Linked DNA regions of Sus scrofa: region 2 is linked to region 1. Evidence: chromatin contacts called from public HiChIP or PLAC-seq data. All regions are on one chromosome and are shown on one strand. The core of a region is the stretch at or near the end of the contact, and the rest is flanking DNA. Distances in the headings are between cores, read along the strand shown.

The links. HiChIP or PLAC-seq counts read pairs in DNA pulled down with a chosen protein or histone mark.
Region 2: a contact with region 1 is called in an H3K27ac HiChIP or PLAC-seq map of skeletal muscle. The contact joins two enhancer-like sites.

The regions. Positions count from the first base shown.
Region 1 is chr16:45,194,860-45,198,527 of Sscrofa11.1, forward strand. The region is part of intron 3 of MAST4 (microtubule-associated serine/threonine-protein kinase 4); the gene reads left to right. Among named protein-coding and RNA genes, the nearest start is that of MAST4, 220 kb to the left of the region's middle. Within about 2 kb of position 1,587, at least 35 of the 83 cell types and tissues checked have an H3K27ac peak or open chromatin away from gene starts, as enhancers often do. A contact at or near this core is called in skeletal muscle, where this site is marked.
Region 2 is chr16:45,447,560-45,451,227 of Sscrofa11.1, forward strand. All of the region lies in intron 5 of MAST4 (microtubule-associated serine/threonine-protein kinase 4), which reads left to right. Among named protein-coding and RNA genes, the nearest start is that of CD180, 140 kb to the right of the region's middle. Within about 2 kb of position 2,107, at least 5 of the 83 cell types and tissues checked have an H3K27ac peak or open chromatin away from gene starts, as enhancers often do. A contact at or near this core is called in skeletal muscle, where this site is marked.

The sequences.
Region 1 (3,668 bases), core at 337-2,836:
GCAGTGACAAGGTTCATGCTTTTTCCTTGCTTTTAGAGATGGCATTGCTCCTCCACCTAACAGCAAGAACTGAAAACTCTCTGGGATTTTCTTCTTTTAAGTGGTATCAGACGAGCACACCTAAGTGGAAAAACACCCAGATACCCTTCTCCCAGGATGCTTCGGCAAGGGGTGGCATTTCTTGACAAGGTTCTCTTGCTATGTCTGGAGATGTGGGCAAAGACGGTTTGGGAACATAAAATGCAATCAATTTTCCTCAGTGGTTGATTCACAAATCCCTGAGCTGTTTTTAATGACATAATCTAATCAATTGCTAGCAAGCCTAATAGTGTGTTGACAGCCAGAAAGAGACAGAAAGCTAGAGTAATAGCAGGTGGGGGAGCAGGGAGCCACTTGTCACTTCCTTCCCCACCCCGCTGTTTAGAACTCGCTGGATATCTGGAGTAGGTAAAAACCAGAAATTGCTCATTTTTTTTTAAAGTTATGCCTGCCTTCCTGACTACCTCTCTTTCAATAAAAGACTGACGGATAGAGTGAAGGAGGGGGTGGTTTTGAGACAGACTGCAGATAGCCCCAGTATCTGCCTCTCAGGACAATGCTATGCTTTCCATTTCAATATCTGTAGAAGAGAAATCAAGGGGGGGGTAATTTATTATAAATTGGTAGTATCGGATATTGTTACTCCTGTGTCAAGTCGGTAATGAAAACTTAATATTCATCTCTTGGTTGCTTTGAATTGAAATAAGATGAGGATGAGCGGAATAAACAAGCTGAAACAGACTGTGAAATTGCACATGATGGGAATCTTTTTTTTTTTTTTTTTTTAGTTGCTTATAGACTAGAGATAGGTTAATATTCCAACTAATGATAGTTCTTAGAATTTCTTCTCCCTTTTTACAATTTGGTCCAGTATCAATAGAGCCAAGTTATTATGTGGCCATGAAAAAAAAAATCTAAAATGTTTGTACCTTTGGGCTAGGTATCCACTGGCAAGGTATTTATGTAAATGAATTGGCTTTCACACTGGGAGGGGTAAGGGGTTCCTGCTGTGGCTGGAGGGAGGCTGCCCAGAGCCCTTCGTTTGCTGGCTTCCGGCAGTGCTTGTGTGTGTGAGTGTGTCTGTGTGTGTTCTGCTACATCTTTTTCTCTTTGATGCCATCAGAAAAGATGAGCACCAGGCACGCTGGTGCTGCTTGGCTAACCAGCTGTGCCCTAGTTTCCCGCCATCCCAGTCAGTAGCTGCCTTTTACAGAGGTGTCTGCCACTGCTGATTCACTTAGCCGCTTGGACCTTAGAGTTGTTTCTGAAGGGGCTTGACCTGAGGCCACTGCCACAAGCCATTTTCTGGTCACTGGGAATACCAGCTTCAGTATTTTGAAGAAGGAAAAGCAGGGATCCCACAATTTCCTGTCTGCTAGCAAGAGCCTCCTGCGCCTGGATGCATGCATTAGGTGTCTGAGCCCACTTGCTGCGCTCTCCCACCGAACTGCAAGCATCCGTGATCCCCGAAGTTGCTGGAGTGAATAACTAAGCCGGACCAGCTGACTCCGGGCTCCAATCAGCTAGAGCGTGATGTAAGTGTTTAGCAGCTGCCGGGCTCTGAATTAGCTTGCCGAAGTAGAGGTAGTACAGCATGGCTAGACTGTTGTGAGAGGCTCAGAGAAAGCGGAGGGGGAGATGGATGAGTCCAGCATCCTAAGACGAAGAGGGCTCCAGGTAGGAGATCCTTCCATACTTGAAATGTAGCGTTGCCAATTGCCAGCTGTGGAGGATTTCAAAGTTCCCTTTTCATTCCTTTACGGGCACAAATATGTGCACAGTTCTTAGTATCCACTCGGTAGCGTGATGCGCTGAGTCTCTGGTTACAGGGTTCAGTGACACATCACAGGGTTCAAAGAGAGAGGCTCTTTTGTCAGAGACAATAGACACGACTTTTAGTTTGATACTTTGTTTGGTTGTTTGTTTTTCTGCTGGTGGTTCAAGAATAGTTGAATGGTGGCTGGCAGTGACAGCTGATAAGCTGGTTTGGCATCTAGTCAAGTCTCTGGGAAGTCTGTCTAGGGTAGCAACTCTGTTCAGTTCTGGAAACATAGGACTCAGTTTTGTGTTGGGATCAGCCCGTGCGGAGGCAGCATCTGTCTGATCGCCTTGCAGATGTGTGCAGCTGCTGGGAGGTTTCCTTCTGTCAGGCAGATGAAAGTTTCTGCCGGCAGCTCAATCAGAGTCCCCTGTAATTTGTTTATGTTGAGATGTGGAAAGATGTGTATCTTACTCCCTTGCTTTCTTGTGCCCAAGTTTATCTAATTAAATTACTCCGACTTTAGCCTACAAATGTATTCCAAGTTAAAACTTGGCAGATCAGAAAACTTGAAAAAAACATCTGCTTGGCAATTTGTAAGTTTCAGGATGCCAAAACATAAGAATGTTCAAAATTAGTATGTTTAACTCCTTGTTAACTCTTTTTTTTTTCTGTGTATAAGTGACAGTTTTCTCTGTGAAAGACTCTAACCATTAGCCATTGTTAAACTCCCATTCATTATTTTTGAAAGTAAAAAAAAAAAAAAGTGCTAGGGAAGACCAAATATACAGCACATGTAGAAATGCTTCCAGATATTCCTTAATGGTCTTTGACTCACAGCTGGTCTAGCTGTCAGCTTTTTATTTTAAATGTCAATTACTGATACTAATATTATTCTGATTACTCTAATATTATAATAATATCATAGATAAACTAAAAATTATTTGTAGACAAACAAAGAGGGATTAAAAAGTTGGGGTTAAATGTCACCCATTGTTCCAAACCTAAGTAAACAGACTGCGTCTTTAATGATTTTCGGTGTGGTCATTGTTTTGAAGGTACAGTGGGGTTAGTCACTGCTGTGGATTTCCTTTTCTTTGTTTTCATCACATCTATAAAGTTCTGGTACTGCACAGCTGTTTGTGTGGGTCCATATTCTCTCTGGGGTCATTGGTCAAGTATGGAAAAGCTCTTTGTTAAAAAGATGATAAACTCTATTAAACTGATAATGCTTAGATTATTAGTACATCGATTGTAATTCTGCTGAGCATTTTCTCTTTAATTCATTTTAGGTAATTTAAAATGTGTCTTTGATAAGACACTCCTTTTGTGGTTATTTGTGTAATATATGTTGTCATAACTTCAGATGATATGATTGAGATAGATATATGGTCCTTCTGAGAGGTACATGTTTCATAGGGCGTTTAATTTTAGAAAGAAATCATTATTGTGGTATTGAAAATAATGGAGCTCTTTTTTCAAGATTTGCTACAAAACAAAGAAAACATTGCTAAATAGTACTCAGACTGTTAGATCTCCATTTACGTAACATACTTTAACTACACCTGCCATGTGCTACTATATTAATAGATCAAGAATGTCTGCTTTCTATTATAAATGAGATAAAAGTCTCCACACTGCAAGAAATAGCAGTATAAAAGTGCTGAAAAGTTCTGCTCATAGTTACAACTTTATTTTGAATTCAGCAAAGCCTGTTATTCTCTTACTCCCATTATATCTAGTTTTTTTTAAGGAGACATTGCCTATGCAGAGTAGCTCTTTTAAGAAATTCCAGCATTAGGAAACTACTTACAAAATGCAAGATGTAAGTACATATTTGCATTACTAAACACGTCAGTCACTGTAGTCC
Region 2 (3,668 bases), core at 857-3,356, 250 kb after region 1:
TTTACATATAATTTATTCCTAATGATAATTTAATGGCTGACATCTTTCATCTTCTTTTCATCTCTAAATATAGAGTTTAACCCATATGGCCTTTGATTTAGCTTTTTGGTGTATCCTTTTATATAAATTGAAGCTTTGGGAAGCCTATTCCTAAATTTAATCTTTGTACACCCCTGTGTTAACAAAAGTGGTCTTGTTTATGTTTTTGTTTATGAACTTCGGTCCCCTGGGCAACCACTCAGGGAGGTTTTACTCTCCCATTCATTGGGAAGGGCTTTTCCTCTTTTTCTTTAATAAAAATTTTGCAACTTTCTTGTATTTATGTATCAACTGTACATTTTCTTTGACTTGTTTTGGTTTCTAGGGCACCAGTTGGGTCTTTTTTTTTTAAATTAAAGTATAGTTGATTTACAGTGTTGTACCAATTTCTGCTATATAGCAAAGTGACCCAGTCACACATATTTATACATTTTTTTAATTTTATTATCTTCCATCATGTTCTATCCCCAGATTTTGAATATAATTCCCTGAGCTCTACAGTAGGACCTCATTGCTTATCCATTCTAAATGTCCTTATTTGCATCTACTAACCCCAAACTCCCAGTCCATCCCATTCCCTCCCTGCTCCCCCCTTGGCAACCACAAGTCTGTTCTCTATATCTGTGAGTCTGTTTCTGTTCTGTAGGTAGGTTCATCTGTGCCATATTTTAGATTCCACATGTAAGTGATATCATATGGTATCTGTCTTTGTCTTTCTGACTTACTTCACTTAGTTGCGTCCATGTTGCCGTGAATGGCATTATTTCATTCTTTTTTTGTGGCTGAGTAAAATTGGATCTTAATTACCTATTTTTTCAAGTTAGAATTGACAATATTTACTGATGGATTAGGTGTGGGGTGAGAGTTGATCAAAGGCGGCTTCCAGATCTCTTGCTGAGAAAATGGATCAGTGGAAGGGCTGCTTCCCAAGACAGAGGAGATAAGATGCACAGGTCTGAGGTAATGCTTGCTTAAGAGTTCATTGTGCTGCTTCTTGGATTTAAGATGCCTGTCAAACATCTCAGTGACGTAAATCACCAGTTGTTACCTGGGCCTGAGACTCTAGAGTCTGTGCTGGTGATCAGAGTCTGGACCACTCAGTTACAGATCGTATTTAAAACCTGGGGAACAGATGAGTCACTGAGGGAAAGAGTTTTGGAAGTTCGGGATACAGAACCTGGGGCCTTGTCTCCAATGTTGACATTTAGAGGTTTTGAGAGGACAAGTAGCTGGGCAGAAACTGAGAAGCAGCAACCTGAGAGGCAGAAGGGAAAGAGGAGAAGGTCACAAATGCCAAGAGAAGACAGGGCTCCCGGAGAGGGACCAGTGAATTTTAGCAGCAAGTAAGTAATCTCTGTCAGGCACATAGCCATTATTTGTTGAAACAGTAAATAACTGTTTATAAAGAAATGCACAGAGCTCCTTCTTAGTTCGTTGACCAAAATGCATCATACCCCTGAGGGAAGACAAGGTCTGTTTTCCCCCTAAAGAGAAAGTCCTCTTAAATATCTAAGTGCTTACAAAGCCCCATGTAGAGTGTATTTTTTTTTAATTGAAGTATAGTTGATTTACAATGCTATGTTAATTTTTACTGTACAGCAAAGTGATTCAGTTATACATATTCTTTTCCATTATGGTTTATCATATGATATTGAATAGAGTTCTCTGTGCTATACAGTAGGACTTAGTTGTTCACCCATTCTCTATATAATTTGCATCATATTTGTGTCATATTTTAGATCCCACAAATCATACGGTATTTGTCTTTCTCTTTATGACTTACTTCCCTTAGTATGATAATCACTAGTTGCATCCATATTGCTGCAAATGGCATAATTTCATTTCTTAATGGCTGAGTAGTGTTCCACTGTATGTATATACCACATCTTCTTAATACACTCATCTGTTGGTGGACATCTAGGTTGTTTCCACGTCTTGGCTGTTGTAAATTGTGCTCCTTTCAACATGTATCTTTTTGAATTATAATTTTGTCTGGATATATACCCGGGAGTGGGACTGCTGAATCATACGGTAGTTCTATTTTTAGTTTTCTGAGGAACCTCCGTATGGTTTTCCACAGCGGCTACACCAACTTATGTTCCCACTCAAAGTGTATAGTGCATTATCTTAATAACTTTATTTTGAAAGTCATTTTAGCAAATCTTTCATTTACCTGTACATCATATAATCTGTTTCATCCATTACTAAAAGCTGAGAGGGAGCTGTTGCCTTTCATATTCTCTAATAGTTTGGTTGCTAAGGAGCTGTACCCCCTCCCAAGTCCACTGAGCAAACAAGGCAACGTTTCACTGAAATTAAGGAAATCCGAACTGTTCTCTTTTTGATAGAAAATAGACATTGGGAATTCTTGAGGTTATTTTTTCTATGAGAATAGAGATTCTTATAAATTTTGAATGAGTTAGAATACTTGAGAAACTCAAGTCTCAAATAACCAATTTTCTTGAAAGTTAGTGAGCGAGACTCTTAAATTTCAAATTAGGTAACATTATAAATGGAGATTAAAATAATTGGTTTATCAACTTTGTCTCCATTTAGAGTAGACATTTTCAGATTTAAGTCTTACACAGACTTAAATCGTGGCTTAGGGGCTTACCAACAGGACCAATATCCATGAGGATGCAGATTCAATGCCTAGCCTCCTGTAGTGGATTAAGCATCCAGCGCTGCTGTGGCTGCAGTGTAGGCCTGCACCTACAACTCCGATTCAACCCCTAGCCTGGGAAATTCCATCTGCCCAGGTGCAGGCTTAAAATGCAAAAAAAAAAAAAAAAAGCAAAACAAACAAACCCAGAACAAAAAACTTTTGTGGTATGATAATTACATATTTTGTCATTTTAAAATATACAAATGACACGTATTATTACGTCTTCTAAATCTCTGGGAAGAATATTCAAATATATATTCAAATTGGCCACACAAAAACCTTTTTTATCTGCTAATCAAAAAACAGGGGATTGCCTTATGTTTAGTGTTGCTTTTATCTAAGAGATATGATAAATAAACCGTGACCTAGAAACTAAAAAGTGCATTTGAAATCCTGGCTAAGTCACTTCTCTCCTCACCCTTGAGGTTTTCACAACTTGGAGACACAAAACAAAGCAGACTGGACAGACAGCTTTGGTGACTGTCACAGTGACTTCGGGTTTTTCCAGCACTATCAAGCTTCTAGCATTCTCTTTCACTAGCTTCCTCCAAGTTATCTCTGAACTTGTTACCAATCTTTAGCTCTATGCAAATTCAGACTGCCTTCTTCAGCCCATTAGCTGGTGAGAGTGTGTGGATTTATATCACAGAAAAACTAACTGTTCCACAGCGATAAAAGAACCTGAGGCAGGGGTCCTGTTAGCTTGGGGATCAGCCAGCTGTCTTCATTCAGCGTCCTGTGCCCTTGGTAGAAGGCCTGATGCTCCCGCTTGGGCAACCTGTGAGGAAGGATTAGAAGTTGTCTGTGTTTTAAATTCAAGTACCTACACTAGGGAGCGTTTTCTTAAATATCACGTACACCAATGCCATCTCTGCCTTTGAACTTACTCACTCTGGCATAATTACAATTTCAGCTTTAATGATGCTTTAATGCAGATTTTCGTATTTACTGCAGTAATGGGTGA